4 separate regions of the Mus musculus genome follow, and all the other regions are linked to region 3. Evidence: chromatin contacts called from public Hi-C, Micro-C and promoter capture Hi-C data. All regions are on one chromosome and are shown on one strand. The core of a region is the stretch at or near the end of the contact, and the rest is flanking DNA. Distances in the headings are between cores, read along the strand shown. Region 1 has its middle 31 kb from the start of Gm10451. Region 2 holds the start of Sgpp1 (sphingosine-1-phosphate phosphatase 1). Region 3 has its middle 20 kb from the start of Esr2. Region 4 overlaps Sptb (spectrin beta, erythrocytic).

Region 1 (2,857 bases), core at 317-2,816, 280 kb after region 3:
CATGCTGGACATGACGTGGGAACATGCAGTCTGACCTGAGGCCTCAGATAGCTCTGGAAGGCAAAAACTCACTCAGGCCTCCCACAAGGGCGGTTCAGACAATGGAATATCCTGCTCCAGGTGCAAATGGCTCCCTAACGTCTGGCCATGGCGTGAGAACATTCACACGCCAGCCTTCTCCTTCGTCTGCAGAAACACGATTCACACAGAGCTCACGGTGGAAACAGGTGTCTTCATATGGTGGATTAAAAAGACTTCATTCTGGAGTATTCTGACTCTGGAAGTCATTGAAACAAACACTGCAGGCATCTACCCAAATATAATCAGGGTCTGTGTAAAACAGAAAGCAGGAGCAGTCTGGCCATACCCAAGCAGCTGGCAGTATTTTGCATGTTCATGATTGGGCGTTACAGACAGGCTGAGACTCGCCCTCAAACTCAGCTAATCAGAGCTCAGCTGTACTCCAGGCGGGCCATCTAAGTTCAGTGACTGAACCATGGTCCTATTGGCCACTGCTTTGTAAGAGACGGGCGCGGTGGTGCACGCCTTTAATTCCAGCACTTGAGAGGCAGAGGCAGAGGCAGAGGCAGGAGGATTTCTGAGTTCGAGACCAGCCTGCTCTACAGAGTGAGTTCCAGGACAGCCAAGGATACACAGAGAAACCAAACAAACAAAAAGACAAAACAAAACAAAAAAAGAAAATTAGTTCAATCTAGGAAGTAGATAACTGGTGTTTGGCAGCAGAAATTAAATAAAACCTACTAGACAGAAACACTACAAGAAGTAGATAACTGGTGTTTGGCAGCAGAAATTAAATAAAACCTAGACAGAAACACTACAAGAGCAAAAGATGTGAACTGTATCGTTCCAAACATGAGGGCAGGGGGGTGGGGCTGGTGGTGGTGGTGGCAGGGTCTGATGGATTGTGACATTGTCTAGGTCTATGTGACATTGGCTTTGGGGGTTTCACAGCTCCAGTGTGGAGATCAGAAGGATCAGAGGACAGCTTCCAGGAGTCTGTCCTCTCCTTCCCCCACGTGGGTTCCAGGGACTCAGGTTATCAGGTTTGGTGGCAAGTGCCTTAACTCACTGAGCCATCTGCTGGCTACATTGATGTTATATAGGATTTGACAAATTTACAGCACACGTGTCCAACATAACAACACCATGACAGAATAGTTTGAAGACTGGTGTGGTAGTGTACACCTAGAATCTCAGCACTTGGGAGTAGAGGCAGGAAGGAGGTCAGGAGTTCAAGGCCAGCCTTGACTACATATCAAGTTTGAGGCCAGCCTGAGTTACTGGAGACTCTGTCAAAACAAGCAACATAACAACACAGAAAACAAAGAAAGGGGAAAAACAAACAAAGGGGGAAAAAACAATGAAAGCAAACAAGCGGGAACTTTCCTTGCCTGAAACCCTTTGTGCTTGGACTCATTTCTCTCTCATCCTTAACGACCTATCTTATTATGTGTAGACTGAGTTTTGTTATTGAGTCTAGGCTGCCCTTCAGTCATGCTCCTGCCTCAGCATGAGCCACCACACCTACTTCCTCCATGTCTTTACAACTCATTTATATTGCCGCAGAGTAATAGTCGACTATACAGACGGCACCACAGTTCTTCAGTTTGACTTTCAATGCAGTATTTTCAGATTAAAGTAGGCTGGAGGAATGGGCACTGATTCTGGACCTGGTGAACTTTACTGCTCTTTGCAGTATTGTGAGACGGCAGGGAAAGGCACAGGCCCTCTTTTAAAGGATATGTTTATTAATTCTTTGAGAATTTCACACAATGCATTTTGATCATATCTACCTTAACTCTCCCAGATCCATTTCCTGTCTCCCCACTCTCCTATCTCCAGGTCCTTTTTTAAAAACAACCCACTGAGTCTAATTTGTGCTGTCTGTCCATATACTCCTGGGTGTGGTACCATCCCTGGAGCATGATCGACAGGTATCTTATTATATAGCCCAGGCTGGCCCCTAACTCTTAATCCTCTTGCCCCAGACTCTCTCAGGAATGCTAGGATTATATGTGTTAGCATTTCTTCTAGGCTCCGCCCAACAGTTACCTAGCAACAGCCAGGTGGGAGCCTGGCTTGCTTTAAAAGGTGCTTTAAAAGGACTGTTTGTCTCCCACCCTCACCCCACCCCAGCCTCTCTCTCTCTCTCTCTCTCTCCCCCTCTCTCTCTCTCTCAGCGGGGCTGAAAAGGGAGTAGAGGCAGAGAAAGAGGAGGGGACAGAAAGGGAGAGAAGGAAGGGAAAAGTCAGGGCCAGAAACACATGGGGAGAGAGAGGGAGGAGAGAGAGAGAGAGAGAGAGAGAGAGAGAGAGAGAGAGAGAGAGAGAGAGAGATTGAGGCCAAAGTCTTTTTATAGCAAGCCAGACTCTTACCTGGCTGTTGCTAGGTAACTGTTGGGCGGAGCCTAGGAGAAATGCTCACATTATGTATGTGCCACCACACCCAACTAAATTACCAGTTTTTAAACTACCACAATTGAAAACATGTGATGTCAGCAAAAACACAGATAAATAAGATGTCCCTAGATAGACCCACACATAAGCAGTCTCCTGCCTTAAGCCTGAGGTCCTATGTCATTCACTGGGAAAAAACATGGTCCTTTCAACACATGACACTGATCTCCTAAGTATTCGCATGTTCCCTATATCACTCCAAATGCAAAAACCATGTCCAGATCAACCACAGACCAAATCGTAAAAGGTAAATGACTAAGACTTCGTTTTGTTTTGTTTTGAGACAGGGTTTCTCTGCATAGCCCTGGCTGTCCTGGAACTCACTTTGTAGACCAGGCTGGCCTCGAACTCAGAAATCCACCTGCCTCTGCCTCCTGAGT
Region 2 (2,755 bases), core at 50-2,549, 460 kb before region 3:
GTTCCTTTACCTTTCGGCTTTTTTTCTTAACTGTCATTACTTTAGTGCTTGGAATGTGCCTGTGCCGAAATTATACTACTGTTTTGAAAACACTCTTTAATTTTACATTGTAAACACCATGTATTGCAGTGAAACCGGGTCTCAGTTACCAAGTGTTTCATTTTAAGTACACTGAATCACCACTGTGCATCAGACGAACTAAGTTTAAAAACTCAGTCTAAGCTCAAGGATTCAATGCACGAAAAGTGTTTCCTTGGGGGGTGGGGGTCTAAGAAACTATACCCAACTGTATTAAAATACAGTTTAGTGTTTAAGAACCGTCATCAGTTAATTTTCTAGAACTCTGACAGGACCTGCGTGGGTACTGTGAGAACCTGTGGGTTGGGGTTTTGGACGGGAAGAGGCAAATTTTTAAAAAAAGGGGAAAAAGAAAGTTCAGAAAGCACTGGAAACTCGACCGTGGAGCTGAGGGGCACAGCGTACCTGCCAGCGGCCATAGGTGAGCAGGAACATGGCGATGGGGATGGCGGTGCCTGACATGGCATGCGTGGAGGGCATGCTGTATTCCGAGTTGTAGAAGACCTCCAGCTTGATGACAGGCGGCGAGGCCGGCCGTGGCCAGCGGATGATGTCCTTGGTGCACTGGCCCAGGTACATGACCAGCACCCAGATGATCACCAGCCTCCGGCCCACAAAGGGGTCGAGATTCCAGATCCAGAAGGGGAAGAATAAGATGTAGAAGAGCTCGTTGCCCAGTTCCGTGCCTAAGCAGAACAGGTAGTAGAGCGGCAAGTTGCTCACTTTGACCAGCTCGCCCTCCTCGCCCGTCAACGAGTTGCGGCGCTGCGAGCCCGCGCGGCGGGGCCCGGTCGGGCCCGGCTCGGCCGCCAGCCCGTTGCGCACGCCGTTCGGGGCACCGCAGCAGTCCGCCTTGGCGGGGCTGTCCTCAGCGCCCGGCTGCCGTCCCCGTCGCCGGGGTTCTCCCGGGGCTCCGCGAACCTCGGTCTCTGCATCCTCGTCCGCCGCCGGGCTGCTGAGCGGCACCTCCACCCCACACAGACGCTGGAAGCTCGCCACCCGCTGCGGCTCCTGCAGACGGCTGGCCAGCAGAGCCAGCCGCTGCCCCAGGGACATGGTCGCGGGCCACTCGGGAATTGATCCGGCCACGCGCTCCTCGCCAGCCACAGCCGCCACGGTGCCTAGCTCGACTCGCTCGAGGCTGCCGGCGACCGCGCCAACAGGCCGCAGCGGCCGCCGCGCGCGCCCTGCGCCCCGCGCGCCCCTCCCCTGGCGCGCTCACGGAGGCCCGCGCCGCGCGCGCAGCCCGGAGCTGTCGCCGAAGCCCCGCCTCCCGGTGCTCCTGGTTGCTGTGCGAAGAACAGTGCGGGTCTAGGCAGGGCTGGTGACCCAGGAGCTGCCCGCGGCTTTTATTAGCCTGGAATCAATTGGGGCGTGATGAATGGAGGCAAAGTAACCGCCGCGAAACCGGAATCGTCCGACTCACGCCATTAATTAGCAACTAATTTCAGAGCTGTCTCGGATGGTTGATGTCCGGAAAGCCACGTGCCAATTGACCAGCGGTGGCAAGATTAGAAAACCGTAGATAATCCAGGACAGAGCCTGGGTATGTGATCGCTGACACAGCTGTGGTCTGCAAAGGAAAAGCCAGTCACCTACCAAGTAAAATCTGACTGTCACTCATCACATACGTCTCTTAAGCGAATTTAGGTGTAAAATTTCCTTAATAAATTCTAGCACTTAGCAAGATTGCTCAGAACACATAGTTAGTGGGAGAATGTAGCGTGGAGAATTCTGAGGGTATTTTTTGTTTTGTCTTTTATCGTTTTCTTTTTGTGAGTTTCGGGTTTGTTTTTTTGTTTGTTTGTTTTTTTGTTTTTGTTTTTGTTTTGTTGTTGTTGTTTGTTTTGTTTTGTTTTTGTTTTTGAACCAGGGTATATCATTTAGCCGAGATTGGCCTCAGCCTTGCTATGTAGTTAAGGCTAGCCCTGAACTGTTGATCCTTCTGGTGAAGCCCCCCAAGACTCGGGGTTACTGGGGCACCATGCCAGGTTTGAACTTGGAATCTGATAGGCTGAACTAGAATCTTAACAGGATTGTCTTGCAAGTCACAAACTTGACTTTAACTTCTAGATGGATCCGATTTTATTAAAAGATTTCAAAGTTTTAATTCCAGGAAGTTATTTTCAGTCAAGGCAAACGAATGTCTATAATTAAAGACTGAACTACTTCCAAGAAAGAGGCTGGAAAATGCTCCATGCTGGTAAGCCATGAGAAATAGTTTCATTTCCCAAGAAAGATTGCTTCCCAGCTCCTCCTATTCCACTTGCTGCAGTCATAAAGAGGATTGCCTCGAGTCCCTGGCCCTGGAATTGCTGAGGTTGGAAAGGTTGAGGGAGCACAGACGAATCCCAGCGCTTGGAGGCTGACATGGGAAGATTTGGAGTTTGAGGACAGCTGGGGCTTCATAACAAGATACTGTATCAAAATAAGTAAAAGCGTTTACAGCCTAGGAAAGCAGACAAGCATGAGAAAAGGAATACTGGGCCTGAAGAATGGTATACAAAGTAACCATGGTTTGCTATGGGTGTCTCTTCTTAGCCAGCAAGCAGGAAGCTCTGAGTTTGGGCCCAGCAGAACATACACAGAGTAGTGTTATTAGTTGATGTTTCTGAATAATAAAGACCATTATTAGCATTTGGCAAAAATAATCTATAATAAAACATGCTATGCTGGC
Region 3 (2,710 bases), core at 29-2,528:
ACATAGAGTAAATAAATGACTTAAGATAAACACACGCACAGCTGGTGAGGTAGAGGTACACGGATCTCTGTGAGTTAGAGGCCAGTTGGTCTACATAGCCAATTCCCAGGCCATCCTAGGCTACATACTAGATGGCTCAGAGGTTGTGAGCACTGGCTGCTCCTGCAGAAGACAAGGGTTCAGTTCCCAGCACCCACATAGCAGTTCCCAGCTGCTTGTAAGTCCAGGTCCAGGGGACTCAACACTTTCTGGCCTCCACAGGCACCAGGCACACAACACGGAACACTCACAAATATATAGACACTCACATATACACGTAAAATAAAAATAAGAATTTTTTAAAAGTAATAAGCTGCGCATGGTGGCACAGCCTGTAATGCCAGCCCTTGGAAGGAAAACAATCTCTGTGAGTTTAAAGCCAGCTTGCAGAGCTGAGTACACGTACAGCTTAGGGGAACCTTGCACACGGAGCACATGCAGAGTTGTAGCCAGCACTGCAAGGTTCTGGAAAACTTCCCAGCATTTAGAGTCAGACCCCAGTCTGGCTGATCTGAGAGAAAATGCGAAGCCGCCAGGAGCCAAGACAGGGAAATCACCTGCCTGCTGCGACAGAGACCAACAGGCACGCAACTCTGCCCCGCCCAACACCCCGCCCGGGCAGCGCCCTGACACCACCCCCACACCCTGATTGGCTGGAATCCAGGCACGTTTTGTTGCCAGGTCTTCGATGGACACAAGAGCAGTCCGCCTGCGCAGGCTCAAGTCGGGTAAAACTGGCTTTGCCGCACTGTTGGGATCTTCAGGACCTCAAGTTTTGTAGCAACCCGAAAGCAAATTCTGAGCAGGAAGGTGGCCTTAGCCTAGATGGCCATTTGAGTTTTCTGACCCGCAGGCAAGGACATTGGGTAGGGTCCCTCCATGTGGAAGGGAACACTTAGAGTTGAAGGCCAGCGGACAGTGAAGGAGGAGAATTTTGGGAAACCCCTGGCTGTAAAACCTAACGACTCCTACGATGACCGCCAAAGAACAGAAGCAGAATACAATGTCTCAGGGCTGTGCCTTCTAGCTCAGGTGCTTCTGGTACCACAAGATCCTGTAATTACAGAAAGTGTTTTGTCAGAGTAATTGAAGCTGCCCACAACCCCATCATTAGAACTCAGAGATCCAAGTCACATTTATTATCTTGAGATAATGTTAAGATTCTAAGCAGCTCCAGCCTTGAAGCAAGCTGTTCGTTCAGCAATGATCCAGAGCTTTTTGTACCTCTGTCTCCCTCTGCTGTTTGATTCGGGACACTGCAGTCCTCTGTGATTCTTTTATTCGCGAGGAAGGGCTGACTGTGGAAAGACCTAAGGCTTCTGTGCTTTGGAGCCAGCTTTCTGTCTTTTGTTTGGGTTGTAGCTGGCAGCATGTGTACTGATCTCAGGCAGCCTGCAGCGCAAGCAGTCAGGAGACCTGGTCTGGCTGTCCTGTGTCCTGTGTAGACAAGGAGGATGTGGGGAAGCGAACACAGAAAGGCTCCTTTGGGCATAGATACCCACATCAGCTCACTGTCTCTGCAAAACAAAACAAAACAAAACAAAACAAAACAAAACAAAACAAAACAAAACAAAAACAAAAAACAAAAAAACTACCGTACAGGCAGTTGCACTCCAGGGTCCCCTGTCCATCTCTAGGCTGAGTGAATCCGACCCTGGCGCTGCCCAAGTCCCAGCTCTGGGCTGGGGTGCTGCCCCTGGCTGTAGCTGTCTGCCTGGGGCTTGAGGACGGAGCCTCTCTGGAGCTCTCTGTAGTCGCCTCATACAGAGTCAACAATCCACACACTGCTGCAGCCTTAGATGGATGCCCCAGCCATTTATTCGGGGGTGGGGGTCGGGGCAATGGACTTTTCTCTCAGGTTAGTCAGTAAATGCTGCATAAGACGATATGCAGTGAGCTTTCATAATTACACTAAAGAAAGATATAGGCTTGGGACAACTTTGTGTTCAAGGAAACCTTCAGTTCCAAGGATGAAGCCACAGGTGTGCACACGATAAGGCAAGCCCATGTAAAACCTGTTGTTGGAACTTAGAATGAGCTTAGAGAAGGAAACACTGCTTTGAACTTGTTCTTCATACCTTTCTGAAACTCCCTTTTTATGGAACATTTTATCTATAAAGTAATTCTTTCTTACATAGAGAACTTTTTGTCTAAAACGCTATAAAAAGGCTGATAGCAATAAAGAAAGGTGGTGTAGCTGTTTTCCACTTCACCCAAAGTGTGTGTGTGTGTGTGTGTGTGTGTGTGTGTGTGTTCTCTGTGTGAGTGACTTCTTTCCCTTTTCTCTTTTCTTTCCTTTCCTTTCCTTTCCTTTCCTTTCCTTTCCTTTCCTTTCCTTTCCTTTTTTCTTTTTTCTTTTCTTTTCTTTCTGGTTCAAAAAGTGTTAACGAGCTCTGAGCCTCTCAGAGGCTTCTAGCTGACTTGCCCGAGAAAGGAGCAGCAGCAAGAAATCCTTTTTGTAATTTCCCGGTGTTTATTTAAGCATTAAGAGTCAAGTTTGTTTGTTTGTTTGTTTTGGGGTTTTTTTTTTGGTTTTGTTTTTTGGTTTTTTGGTTTGTTTGTTTTTTTGTTTTTGTTTTTGTTTTTGTTTTTTTAGTGCTTGTGGAAGGCACAGAATAATAACAAAGAGTTAAGATTCCCCCAGAGTTTATTTAAGCACAAAGTGTTAAGT
Region 4 (2,985 bases), core at 425-2,924, 400 kb after region 3:
GTCTGAGGAGCAATGCCTGGAAGATGAACATTCAGGAGAGGACCGGATCTTTCCCAGGGGAAGGGAAGCACAGGAGGCAGAGAGGGTGCCTGTCTCTTGCCAGAAAGTCCTCCTGCTTTACCCTCCGGCTGAAGGCCCCCTCAGGGCTCCACTTCTGGCATTATATAGGTTTGAACCTCAGTCCTTTCCTCAAAGAGGGACAAGGGCAAACACCCTAGGCTGTGACCTCTCCTTCCCCATCCTGATTTCACAGTAGCTTCCGGAATCTCAGAGTTAGGAGCAGATGGAAGGAAAATAGGAAAGCCATCCTCTCAGTCTCCCCCTTGGAAGGCTACGTCGCTGACTCGTGGGACTGTGGACTTTCTGTAACCTTACAAAAAGACCTTTATAAGGCAAGAGGCTTGGGGACGGGGAGAGGATTCCAAACCCACACAGGTTAACCAGAACCAAAGACCAGACCCCAGACATTCTGACTTCATCCCGAGTCTTGCTTCTTGTGATACCTTGTGTCTCTGGCTTGGCCTCACACTTACCTGTGGGAAGGGTCCGGCTTTTACCAGAATGCATTCTAACATGCAGAGGCGAGGGGCAGTAGTGGCAGTGCACAGTGATGGTTTGGCAGCTCAGTCATTGCATGTACACACACAGGAAAGGGAAGGCTGGATCAAGGCCCGCAGGGTGCCACCTATCCAGGCACTATCCAGGCAGGGCAAGGGGTACGTGGTGTTCCACTCCCATTCGTAACTCCAGCAGGAAGCGACATGCATTAGTAAGGGCTTTTACACGAAGCAATGTGGCATGTATCTAAACTACAGGACCCGACACCAGACTGCACAGATAGGACCAGCAGGAGAGCCATGGCACCCCAGGCCCATTCATGAGAAGGCACAGCATACAACTGAACCTTCCTGTGATGGGCCAGAGGTTAAGGGCAGTGAAGGGGGGCTGTAGTGAGCTGGGGAGGACCTCTCTGAAAGGAGGTTGGGCTTTCTGTCTGCATGGGCTCCATCCTCTTTCTCATATCAAAGATGATTTGGAGTTATGTCCTCCCTCCTGCATCTTTAAGGCTTGGGAAGGCGCTGCAGCAGGAAGAAGGCTGTCTCCAAGAAGCCCTGGGCCTGGTGTTCATTTGATTAGCCATCTGGTTGCTTTCTGGTACAGATATGGGTTGCATTTCCAATCTGGTGAGTGGCTGGTTCCTCAGCAGAGATTCCCCCACAGGGGCTCATTCCTCCCCCAGAGAAACACTCAGATTTAAGCAAATTTTATTCCTCCCAACCCAGTGATATTCAAGTGTCAGATGGAGGTGGCTCAGGTGCACATGTAGTTACATTTGCACAAACGTACACGTACACGACAGACAATGGTGTCGAGATGCTCAGGTGGTCATGAAGCCTGCACACCGGGGACACCACGGCATGCAGACACACAGGGATGCAGGGCAGAAGCGCGGGTGGAGGCAGGAGGCAGGAGGCAGGGGCAGGGGCAGGTCCAGCCCTGTTCACAGTCTGTAGCCCCAGGAGTTCTCTCTCCCTCTGGTGGGAGTGGGCTGAGGGATGGGGTCAGGGGAGTTGGTGCTGGGGAAAGGGAGCTGCAAGACAGTCTACCACAGGCGGGATGGGAACGGCAGCAGGATCTTCAGAGAGAGGTCTTCCAGCAGAGCCCAACAGTGCCCTCTGCTGAGCATGATGGGTCGGTGCAGCTCAGAAAAGGGCACCAAAGAAACTGAGGTGTGTGTGTGTGTGTGTGTGTGTGTGTGTGTGTGTGTGTGCGCAGGGATTCTGCACAGGAAGATATGTGCGTCTTTCTAGGGGTAGCTATTGTAGTAGAAATTCCCACCAAGGATGCTAATCTTTCTCAATCCCTACTCACGTTACACCACACTCATCTGGGCTCTGAGAGAGGGAGTACATGAAGTTATCTGTTGCTACTGATACCCAAAGCCACATGCCGCAGGGATCCATGCAGTGGTGCAAACCACATGCAGATTGCGTTCTTCTCAGCCGGCTACTCCCAGAGCATTTCCCCAATCTGAGTCGCAGCTGTCCAGGCTCCCTGAACAGACTCTCAGGGCCCAAGAGAACCTGCCCTGGGTACGGTCCTACGGCTGTACATCCCAGGCCTCTGGAAGCTACTGTTCCTTAAGCCCCTGTTCTACAAATTGGGGGCTTCCTTGCAGTACTAAAAGCCCTGATCTCCTTCCCACTTGCAGGACTCAAGCCTAACCCTGCCTTAGAACCATCTCCCTAGTCAAACTTTATGACCTATAGCCATAGAGGGATGGGCTCTGTCTGAAAAGAAATCTGCTAGATGGGTGGGCTATCTACCCCTCGCTGCATGAGATGTCTGTGGGTGGTTCAGCAGGATGAGGCAGTCTGTCGGTGTGTGTGTGTGTGTGTGTGTGTGTGTGTGTACATGTATGTGCCAGCATGTATGGAAGAGGACACTGTGCTAAGGACGGGGTTTGAAGGAAAATGGGAAAAGAGACCATGTATCCAATGGAATCAACTCTGAGTAAAGTGTTTCCCCTGTGCTGATGGTGACAGATTTTATCCCATAAAATTTATTAGACTAGAGAAAACCAAACTTGTAGAATCATGTTGGTGGGCTGGCTTCTGGGTTGGAAGGAGAGGAGTTATTTAAGAATTAAAATCTAAGTATAAAAGTAGACGGATCTGAAGGAGGCTCCTAGAGGGGACATGTGGGCAGGATGAGGGTGGGGACCAGGAAGCACACCCTGTCCTCGTCCTGGCCTTCCTTCTGCCCTGGCTGAGTCTAGAAGGGGTGAGCGGGCTCTGGCAGCAGCGACTCCCAGGAACTAGACAAGCGGGACATGAAACTGACCGGAGATGTTCTCTCTGTGGCCGCATGGTGGACCTGGGGGGCCTCGCCAGCTGTCTCGCCTTCCTCCTCTTGAGGCCTAAAGAAGACACAACCTCTCTTTAGCGACAGGTGCCTCTCTGTAAGGCCTGGCTTTCCCTGGCT

The links. Promoter capture Hi-C pulls out the DNA fragments that hold promoters and counts their contacts. A called contact is a pair of places that touch in the nucleus more often than the background predicts.
Region 1: a Micro-C map of embryonic stem cells shows a contact between it and region 3, with 7 times the contacts expected there. The contact joins two enhancer-like sites. A contact is called at or near these places in 3 of 39 promoter capture datasets (liver and pre-B cells) and 27 of 484 Hi-C or Micro-C datasets (the G1E-ER4 cell line, the N1E-115 cell line, cardiomyocytes and 11 more).
Region 2: a promoter capture Hi-C map of embryonic stem cells shows a contact between it and region 3, with 9 read pairs. The contact joins the promoter of Sgpp1 here to the enhancer-like site in region 3. A contact is called at or near these places in 2 of 39 promoter capture datasets (embryonic stem cells and hippocampal neurons), 6 of 115 datasets of contacts at active chromatin or transcription factors (astrocytes, embryonic forebrain, embryonic stem cells and 3 more) and 2 of 9 other capture datasets (adipose tissue and embryonic stem cells).
Region 4: a contact with region 3 is called in a Hi-C map of the N1E-115 cell line, with 2.9 times the contacts expected there. The contact joins two enhancer-like sites. A contact is called at or near these places in 1 of 39 promoter capture datasets (pre-B cells), 1 of 15 datasets of contacts at CTCF or cohesin (the NIH/3T3 cell line), 2 of 484 Hi-C or Micro-C datasets (the G1E-ER4 cell line and the N1E-115 cell line) and 1 of 115 datasets of contacts at active chromatin or transcription factors (bone marrow-derived macrophages).

Annotation. Positions count from the first base shown.
Region 1 is chr12:76,473,930-76,476,786 of GRCm38.p6, forward strand. No RefSeq gene overlaps it. Among named protein-coding and RNA genes, the nearest start is that of Gm10451, 31 kb to the left of the region's middle. Within about 2 kb of position 1,567, at least 29 of the 459 cell types and tissues checked have an H3K27ac peak or open chromatin away from gene starts, as enhancers often do. A contact at or near this core is called in embryonic stem cells, where this site is marked.
Region 2 is chr12:75,734,430-75,737,184 of GRCm38.p6, forward strand. Sgpp1 (sphingosine-1-phosphate phosphatase 1) reads right to left here and starts at 1,300. Exons shown (of 3, transcript NM_030750.3): 1 at 484-1,300. The coding sequence starts at 1,134.
Region 3 is chr12:76,195,528-76,198,237 of GRCm38.p6, forward strand. No RefSeq gene overlaps it. Among named protein-coding and RNA genes, the nearest start is that of Esr2, 20 kb to the left of the region's middle. Within about 2 kb of position 1,279, at least 232 of the 459 cell types and tissues checked have an H3K27ac peak or open chromatin away from gene starts, as enhancers often do. A contact at or near this core is called in the N1E-115 cell line, adipose tissue, bone marrow-derived macrophages and 2 more, where this site is marked.
Region 4 is chr12:76,594,882-76,597,866 of GRCm38.p6, forward strand. It overlaps Sptb (spectrin beta, erythrocytic), which reads right to left. Exons shown (of 36, transcript NM_013675.3): 32 at 2,845-2,920. Among named protein-coding and RNA genes, the nearest start is that of AI463170, 48 kb to the left of the region's middle. Within about 2 kb of position 1,675, at least 27 of the 459 cell types and tissues checked have an H3K27ac peak or open chromatin away from gene starts, as enhancers often do. A contact at or near this core is called in the N1E-115 cell line and bone marrow-derived macrophages, where this site is marked.